3 separate regions of the Mus musculus genome follow, and regions 1 and 3 are each linked to region 2. Evidence: chromatin contacts called from public promoter capture Hi-C data. All regions are on one chromosome and are shown on one strand. Each heading gives the region's core, a stretch centred on a gene start, on an enhancer-like site or on the middle of the called end of the contact. The rest is flanking DNA. Distances are from core to core; before and after follow the strand shown. Region 1 has its middle 37 kb from the start of Lurap1l. Region 2 holds the start of Mpdz (multiple PDZ domain crumbs cell polarity complex component). Region 3 has its middle 210 kb from the start of Gm11264.

What was found. Promoter capture Hi-C pulls out the DNA fragments that hold promoters and counts their contacts.
Region 1: a contact with region 2 is called in a promoter capture Hi-C map of liver, with 3 times the contacts expected there. The contact joins the enhancer-like site here to the promoter of Mpdz in region 2. A contact is called at or near these places in 7 of 39 promoter capture datasets (the 3T3-L1 cell line, 3T3-L1-derived adipocytes, embryonic stem cells and 2 more), 3 of 115 datasets of contacts at active chromatin or transcription factors (embryonic stem cells, forebrain and pancreatic cancer cells) and 1 of 9 other capture datasets (adipose tissue).
Region 3: a promoter capture Hi-C map of frontonasal cranial neural crest shows a contact between it and region 2, with 4 times the contacts expected there. The contact joins the enhancer-like site here to the promoter of Mpdz in region 2. A contact is called at or near these places in 5 of 39 promoter capture datasets (3T3-L1-derived adipocytes, cranial neural crest, frontonasal cranial neural crest and 1 more), 1 of 115 datasets of contacts at active chromatin or transcription factors (embryonic stem cells) and 1 of 9 other capture datasets (adipose tissue).

The regions. Positions count from the first base shown.
Region 1 is chr4:80,871,947-80,874,845 of GRCm38.p6, reverse strand. No RefSeq gene overlaps it. Among named protein-coding and RNA genes, the nearest start is that of Lurap1l, 37 kb to the left of the region's middle. Within about 2 kb of position 1,430, at least 39 of the 459 cell types and tissues checked have an H3K27ac peak or open chromatin away from gene starts, as enhancers often do. A contact at or near this core is called in embryonic stem cells, liver and pancreatic cancer cells, where this site is marked.
Region 2 is chr4:81,441,327-81,444,352 of GRCm38.p6, reverse strand. It overlaps Mpdz (multiple PDZ domain crumbs cell polarity complex component), which reads left to right and starts at 1,538. Exons shown (of 47, transcript NM_010820.3): 1 at 1,538-1,717.
Region 3 is chr4:82,270,976-82,273,961 of GRCm38.p6, reverse strand. No RefSeq gene overlaps it. Among named protein-coding and RNA genes, the nearest start is that of Gm11264, 210 kb to the right of the region's middle. Within about 2 kb of position 1,376, at least 24 of the 459 cell types and tissues checked have an H3K27ac peak or open chromatin away from gene starts, as enhancers often do.

The DNA of each region.
Region 1 (2,899 bases), core at 181-2,680, 570 kb after region 2:
AAAAAAAAAATCGATGAAAAACAAAAAACAAAAAACAAAACCCAACACCACCACCACTAAAAACCAGAAGATTCTAGCCCTGGTAATCTTTTTGCTAGAGTCAAAAAAAAAAAAGCTTCTGGGTTGGAGGGTAGACTCTCTGGCCTGGGTGGAGTCCTGACATTCCAGATGGGCTGGTTCCATCTCTTTGGCCTAGAACTAATGCCCCACCCACTCTCCCCATCTCTCCAGGAAGTCCAGGTCATCTTAAGCTATGCTAAAGAGATAGGAAGGATCGTTTATTCTTTAATGAATTGTTGTATTTTCCATTTCTTTTTTCTCCCTCCTTTTAAAGCCTGCATTCTTCAACACCTCTTGCTTCGCCTCCACACTTCCTTACCCTCTCTCCAAAGCTCTCCTCCTTTCTCTCTTTACTGGGTCTTTTGCATGCACAGTAAGGAGATAGCATGGTATCTGATCCTTTATTTACTTTGCAGTTTAACTGCCAGTGGGAGGAGATTGAGACTTCCAGTGTCAAAGGTTAGAATTGTACAGGGCAGGAGCTTTGACAGTCAGACTCCAAAGTTCCCTGTTCTGTCCAAGATCAAAATGGGAAACTTTGTGTGTGTGTGTGTGTGTGTGTGTGTGTGTATGTGTTTGTGTTTGTGTTGGGGGTTGTGTTTCCATTTCGGGTGATAGCAGTGTGACCTAACAAACAAACAAAAATGCTATGTCATCGGAAGATTAGCTATCGTAGTTATCCAGTAGTTTAATATTTCTTTTTGTTTTTGTAAAAAGCATAACTGAAATACCAGCATCTGCATTTTGCACTCAAAAATAGGTCACTGTGAGAAGAGGCCTACTCCCCACAAACACACGTTATCCTTTAGGGGTCTGGATCGGATTCTTCTCTGCAGTCAAAGAATTAAAAGAAAGCACAAGGGATGGGTGCGGGGAGCTGGGGGGGTGGTCTCAAACCCAGCATCCATCATCAGTCAGGAAAGATGGGCTTTTTTTAGGGGTGATGGAACTCAAGTGCATACATGCATATAGCAAGGCTCACACAGAGAAAGGTCTTCCACGAAGTAGAGGGGGAAGCCCAAAATCTGTTTTTTTTTCTTTACAAGCTAAAGGTTTTCAGGGTCTTTTGAGTGGTCTTCCTCCTCTAATTTACGGTTGGTCAGTTTGAACAAAGATGGAGACAGACAGGCCCACAACTTTGCTGTAAAGATGTCTGGATCGGGCCTTGAACTCACCCAGCTGTGCTTGGGTAGGGTGTGGTGGTGGGTGAGGGTGCTATTGGCAGGAGAAGCAGCCTGCTAAGCCTTGAAGGTCATTGTTAGGAGTATGAGGAAAAAGCCCCATGGTTGCCATCTTTATTATCTGTTTGAGGCTTCTCTTTCTGCCTGCCTACTAGAGATGTGTGTAATACCCAGTGCTTTAGACAGTATGCTCACTGACCCTGCTCCCCTGTGTTTGCACGGGTTCCCCCCCCTTTTTTTTTTCCTGATAAGATCCCTTTAAAGAATGACATACTGCCCCCTGGTGGAACATGGGAGATGTTACAGAAGTAACAGCTCTGAAAATTCACTCTGGACAGATTTATTCGTTCTAATAAATTTCCATGTGCAGAAGACATCACTCTGTGTTGGGTAATCTGCAAGTTATCATCACCAAAATAAGACATGGTTTCCACCATAAAATTTCAGTACAGATAGGTGAGGATATGCCTTGGACAGACTGGAATGTAGAGAAGGCCCAGAGCCAGGGCAGGGTCCTACAAAAAGGACTGTGTCTCAGGAGAATCACACCTTGCTGGGCACTCGCTGAGAAGACTGTCTGGAGTGGGCGACTCCTGCTGGTGGAATCCCAAGAAGCAGGAATGGAAGCACTAAAGAGAAAGAAAAAGAAAGAGAAAAAGAGCAAATCATTACTAATGAACATAATAGCTGAATTCTACCTGTGTTGAAGAGTTATTCAACGTAAGCATTTAATAGACATTTTGTAAAACTGATCTGGCACCCCACCCATGTGTTAATATCCTTAAAGCTTCACAAAACAAAGCCAACCAACCAACCAACCAAACAAACAAACAAAAATGCTGTAGACCTTTCATAAACATTGTACTTGAACTACCTGAAATTCTGTCATACATACAGCAGCAGCAGCAGCAGCAGCAGCAGCAGCAGCAAAAGCAGCAACAGCAACAGCAACAGCAACAGCAACAGCAACAGCAACAGCAACAGCAACAGCAACAGCAACAACAACAACTCTGCCGCTGCTCTGCCGAATACCAAAATAAACCCGACCAAAGAACCAAACAGTCCCCTCTTGTCCCCCATCCAAACCCCACAACCAACAGGGCAAAACAGAATAATCCAAAAAGAAGTGAATGCTAGAATGGTCTAGAAAAGGATTTGAGAGCAAAATGAGAGTTGGGCCATGTTTTGGAGGAAAAATGAACAGACATTGTGTATATTGATTAAATGATGCAGTGTCCCACAAGCAGGTGACAGAGAGGGACGGGATCCAGATTTGTTCCTGTTTGAGGCAGTGACTCCTGGATGGAACCGCTGTGCACTGTGGCTCTGGGCAAGGCAACAGGAGGCTGGCTGCCTGTGGGTATACTATACAGAACTGAAGTTCAAGATGACTCTTCAAATTGACTGGTCTGTCTTGCCCTTTAACATGTAAAACTGTGGCTCATAATGGTGGCCGTGTGTTCTCTTCCCTGTCACTTACTGTCAACTTGTATGTGAAAATATTTAAGGGAAGGGTTGAAAATGTAAAAATTAGAGGGTGTGTACCGTTCTGAATATTGTAATGAAATCTTGCCCCCATCCCACCCCTGACATTCAGGACATGGATTGTCTTTCTGTCTACAGTGTTCACACTGTTTGTGGCACCTAAACATTGAAGT
Region 2 (3,026 bases), core at 289-2,788:
GCTTGCTTCCCCTGGATTGCTCAGCTTGCTTTCGTATAGAACCCAGGATTACCAGCCCAGGGATGACACCACCCACAATGGGTCCTCCCCACTTGATTACTAATTGAGAAAATAAATGCCTTACAGCTGGATCTCATGGAGTCATTTCCTCAAGGGAGGCTCCTTTCACTGTGATAACTTCAGCTTGTGTCAAGTTGACACACAAAACCAGCCAGTACAAACTATGAGATGAGAAATACACCCCATGAGTTTAGGCAGTAGAAGGCCCTTACCAAGACAACTGTCAGAGCAGTGACAGGCCCAGAAGTAAGGGTCTCTTGCGCAGCTGTGATCAAGAACACACTGGGTAGAGACAGAACTGTGGATAGATCCTCTCCATCCCTACCCCTAACCCTAGCCCCTTCTCTTTACCTTTGTGTTTGGTTTTAAGATGGGACGCCTGATAGAACAGATTCCCACAAATGCACTGTGGGAGGAAGAGAAGATGGGATGAAATGTCCCTCAGACGAACTACATCTTCATTTTCAAAAATCCTAGAACTGACTCATATCCACACATTCTGAAGACATCCAGTCAGAGTTCACATTTTCCTGCATGTCAAATCTATGCTGATTCATATTTGCGGAACCAAGGGAATTGAAGGTTTGGGCCCTGTGTTGTCTCCACCCAAGACACTGAATCCACTTTAATCAACTCACATTAGCAAGCAAAAATTTTCATTGAACGGTAACACTTTCATTCTTGTGCATTTCACGTGCTTCCTCCTTTAATATTTAGTAAATGTTAGAGAAACGCAAATCGCTTTTTATTAGACAAAATAAAATTACAACGCAATTCTTGTATTTTAAAGTCTGAGAGTTTTAAATTGTTCACTCTAATATTAGACTTAGAAAAAAGAGCGAGCGAGCTGTATTTTCTTTAATGGGTGTGGGGTTGGGGATAGACTGTGGGACTCCAGAGCTGAGGTCAACAGAAAGACAATTGTAAAAGTCACAAAACAGAAAAGGGGCATTCCCTCCCACCCCAATTCCCAGTAGCAGACAACTCTGAGCACTTTCCCGGAGGAGTTTGCTGCTTTTTTTCTTTTTATTGTCTCACCAGGCTAAGAACGCATCTTGATGTGCTAAGTAACTTCTCAAAAAAGGACTTCCCTTGACCACCTCGTTTCTCAAGAGGCCACGAATGCAGAGGGCAGTCCTCACCAAGAACTAGGAGAACTGCAACTAGAGACTACCAATGCAGGGGCCGGGAGCATAAAACACAAAAACTACATTCCTAGCCCAATTCAAGTTTTTGATAAAATATCAGCAACACTGGAGTGCAAGTATTTCTCGCGTCAATATGTGTGAAACGCTATACTTAAAAAAAGGGCACTTCCTTTGGAAGTCACATTTAGGAGCCTGCCCCACGCCCCGCCGCCTTCGCGCTTGTCCGTCACCCACGCGGGCCCGGGCCCGTGCGCCGGTCGTTCCATCTCGGCGGCGGCTGGGCCGCGCCCCTGATTGGCCAGCGCGCCCCGCCGGCGTCACGGCTTCCCGCAGCCCCGCGGCCTCCGGGAGGCTGGTCCGCGCGCAGCAAGGCTGGCCGGCCGCGGGCTCCGGTTCTCCGGCCACGCGTGAGCGTTCGCGCCACACGGCGCTCCGAGGGCCGCGACTACAGCGGAGAGGAGCCGAGCGCTTTGCCCACCCCGGGAATCCCCGCCAGGCCGCCGAGCCCGGTAAGCGGCCCCGCCCGAGCCCTGCCCCCGGGACTCTGGAAGTTTCCCGGGCTGCGCGCTCCCCGCCGTGCTCTCCGCGCGGCCTGCGCGCCTGTTGCTGTGCGCGGGCCCGGGGAGTGCGGGAGGGCCCGGGCCTGGTGGGGGTGGGGGAGCGTGCGGGAGGCGCTTTGTGTCTGAGCCCTGCTTCGTGGGGCGCGATGGTGCTCTCTGGGCTGCTATTTATTCTCCAGGGACTCGGGGACTGGGCAGTTCCTTCCCGGGTCATTGGCGGCGGGGAGGAGGAGGAGGAGGGGGCGGTGGCAGCCGGGGCGGGCGCGAGGGGGCTGCTCTGCGGGGGGAGGACGCCGAGGATACGCAGGCCTGCGGGCGAAGGTTGGGGTTTCCTTCTAGCATCAGATAAGAGGACCGCGACTTCACCAGCCAGAGGGAAAACTCCTCTCAGTATTGTTTTAGTGTCCTGAGGGGATGAATCTGAGAACTGAGCCCAGGCCACCTCATCCTGTGCTGTAGGACAGCTGTGCAGTTGACATCACCTTTGTGTGTCCATAGACCCTCGTTTAGGATGCCCTTCATAAATTAATGATCTGGGAACAGGGTGTGTGGGGGGGATTGGTCCTAGGGGTTTGGGAGGTTTTTGCATGTAGAACTTGTTAAGAGATGATGAAGATTTTACAACGATCAAATTATCCAATGTAGTTTATTACGGATTTAGAGGCTGATAGAATCCAGAATAGCAATTACATTTAAAACTTTAATAAAACTAAACTTTGAACGCTTTTAATTTCAAGTTCTAATATAAAGTTTTGGAAAAGTGCACCTGGGCTATTATGGATAGAGGAAGGCTCTGTAATTTGTCTTATCTTCCTCACCCCATTTAAAAAAAATAAGCAAAAATTGATGGGACTTTTTTTCAGCATATTGATAATAGTGCATATGTGTGCTGTGTCTTTCATGCATTCCTTTCTTCCTTGGATTCTTCTAGTTTCTTCTGGTTTTCTTTCTTCCTTTACCACGTTCTAATTTTACCACAGAACCCTGATGGTGGTTTGGTGAGGGAGTTAAGTTTGTTTTTAGGGTGCTCCAAATTCTGTCACCCAGAAAATGATCTACTGAATTCCTACGGGCGTCTTTGCATTTCAGATGCTTTTTAAATAGGGAACACCTTGAGGGAGTAAAGGCTATCTATACAACATACTTTGCTGCAGGTTGGAAGGTACTAGAGAGATAATTTCAGAAATGCAAATTTGCATTGATTCAGTGCTGGTTAGCACTTTCAACATTTAACTAAAGTACGCAAAATGGTTTACAA
Region 3 (2,986 bases), core at 127-2,626, 830 kb before region 2:
ATTTGAAAAGTGTTTTTACAGATTCAATGTCAAGAAGAAGAGGAGGAGGAGGAGGAAGATGAGAGGAGAAGGAAGAGGAAGGAGAGAGAGATGCTGAGCTAAGCTCTAGATCCCCAAACAAAACAAAACAAAACAAAACAACCAAGCAGAAACCAAACCATAATAATACCCACCAAAGGAGAAGCGGGTCCATTCCAAGGGAGATACTTCAGGATTATGAGAGAATGGAACAAGGAAGCAGCCCACCTCCGTGTACTGCTGTTCACTCTTGCCAATCATTTTGTCGAAGAACATGTGTCCTTGTCCCATCCTCCACCACTGGTATAGGTCTGTGGTGCCTGGGCCCAGTCAGCTGTTTCCTTCTACACTCTAGAGAACAACAGTCTCTGGCACACAATGAAGGGAACAAATGAAGCAATGATGTGATGGGCTGAACCACAGCAGGAAGGAGCAAGAGAAAAGGGGATGCAGGCTAGCCTTGAGTACTGTACCACTCTTGAGGCAAAATGCTAAGTTACTCCAACACTCAATTAGCTATTTTTATTAAGTGTCCAAGCCTCCTTCATTTAATGGGTGTTTTACTTCTTTTATCTCAAGAAAGATGGCAGAAGTTTGTGTCTTTTGGCTTTGATCACATTATTTCTGGGTTTTGTTACTTAATAAGGCAGAAGTTTAAATTAACATCATTCTCCGTTGCCTGTTTCGGGGTTAGTTGTGCAGTATGGAGTGGATTTTGGCAATTTTTCAATGGAAAGAAAGAAAGGGAAACCCTGTTTGGGATCTGTAGGGGGAAGGAGAGGAAACCATTTACCTGGGCCCCTGGGGCTACATCTGCTTTCCAGAAAAGATCCCAGAGTCAAATCAAGTCACCAGCTCTGGTAAGGTGCCAGCTCAGGGACAGGTAGAAGAAGGCCTGGGCCTGGGCCAGCCTCTGGGCCCTCAAGGGGGTGAAGAGGAAGCTGGAGGATGAGCACAGTCATTCATTTCTGTGTTCAGGGCCCTCTCACAACTTCACAGCTGGGGTCAGACTCCTTAGACTGACCCAGTGCCACCTTGGCACGTCTCATTTAAAACATATAACGTCCTAGACCCTGACTGGAAGCTCGTGCCCACAGGATACACATTTCCTCCTTCTCCTCGCTAGTCACTCTGTGCAGGGAAAACCTCCTGGCTTCCAGGACATGGCAATCTTTCCATGAGCACGTTTGGATGATTACAGCAAAGGTATGTTTCTGTACTAATTGGCTTCAGGAAAAAAAAAAGCCACTGCTTTCACTTAAACGCTTTCAATATCTTTTGGTGAATCATAAGCTTGAGTCAAGTGTTATTAACTTAGCGATCAAAATGCCTTTTGTCCAGGATAGATAAATGTTGCCATAGCGAGTATAGTATAAACAGATCCGTTCAAGCCACAACAACATAAAGAAACTCACACACAAAGGGAATGCAGTTACCTCTATGAGAAGCACCAATATTGAATTAAATGCTACGCAGCTGGCCTAGAGGACAGATACATGGGTTCTGTCCTGATGAAGGGAACCTAGGGTCCACAGATGCCAGGGAGAAGGAAGCCTTTATCGTCATGGGTTTTTTATCAAATGTGTACAGTCAGTGAAACATCTGGCTTTAATCCTGATAGAAACTGGAGGATTTTGGCTCTTCTCTGGCCTTGCATATTTTCCATCTTCTGTATCAGTACTGGTTGTCAGTGATTTGATGAAGTTAAATTGGCTGCATTTGATTCTTTGAGCACCAGAAAAATTGCAGAATGCCCATTCCCCTCTTCTTGGCCCCATCCTTTTTTAGAGCACGCAGAGTAACTTTGCAGTGAGTAAATTTAAGTCACGAGCCTCAGCACCTAAGAAGAAAAGGAAACAACAGAAAAATTGCCCCCCCCCCACCAGCACCTATTGTATTCATTAATGAAAGGCTGCAGAGTTACACTGCATTGGTGATACACTGGACCAGTACCACCAGTATTCACTGGTTTCATTGCAACCAAAAAAGCCAAACACTGTCCAGAGAAAGCCCAGGCCTCAGATGAATTCATAAGGGCCTTTTGATGACCGCTTTCCCCAGAGGACCTTGTCAATCTCATCAGTCCTCTGCTGGTCCAGTGGATGTCATCTGGCACAACTGGCAATCATGGCACAGAAAATGACAAGACTCAAGTGAGGATGGAGATTGAATTCACACCTCATCACATCCCATAAAGGGTAATTTTTCAAGGTCAGCATTTAGGTGAATTAAAGGAACAATGTTTGGCAGAGGGCCCTTTGCTTAGCCCTCTGCAGGCCATCCATCCAGCTGCCTTCCTTTGTATGCCTGAGTTCATGTGACAGAGAGTACAGACACACGCAAAGCCAGACTCTAATGAGCACATCTGAGCAAGCGCTTCCAAGCAGGCTGGCTGGTTCAGGAGCTGCATCTTGTATTTGTTAAAAGATGCCCCGTGACGTCCAAGAGGGGAAAATGGAAATTGTTCTTGTAAATATCTTAGTAACAGGAAAATAGCCATAGAAAGAACCAAATTATTTTCCTCTGTATGAGAGAGTTTCTTCTGTAATTTGCCTAAATATCAATGTAGGACTTGTGCACCAAGATCCCCTCGATTGCTGTGGCAGGTCCCTGCGGAAGAATAACAGCTGACAGGCAAGCCTGGCTGCTCCATTGCCTTCTGAGATCAAAATGGTTATGCATTTTGGTTATCAGGGCTTCCTGTCATATCATAACCTAAGATCGCCCAGGCCCTCTCACCTCATGAGATGAGGCCATAGAGATACAGAAAAGTAAAGAGACTGTCTCAGTCAGGTAGGAGGGTGCCCACAGGCCCTCCAAAGTGAGGATGAAAAATGATCCTGATGTTCTCAATCGGGTCCATCTGGGTCATTGAAATTCCTGATTATATCTCATTAGATGCAGGCAAAGGAGACTTCTGAGTCAACTCAGAACTGTTACTCTTGTGGAGTGGTAAATGAAATAGACC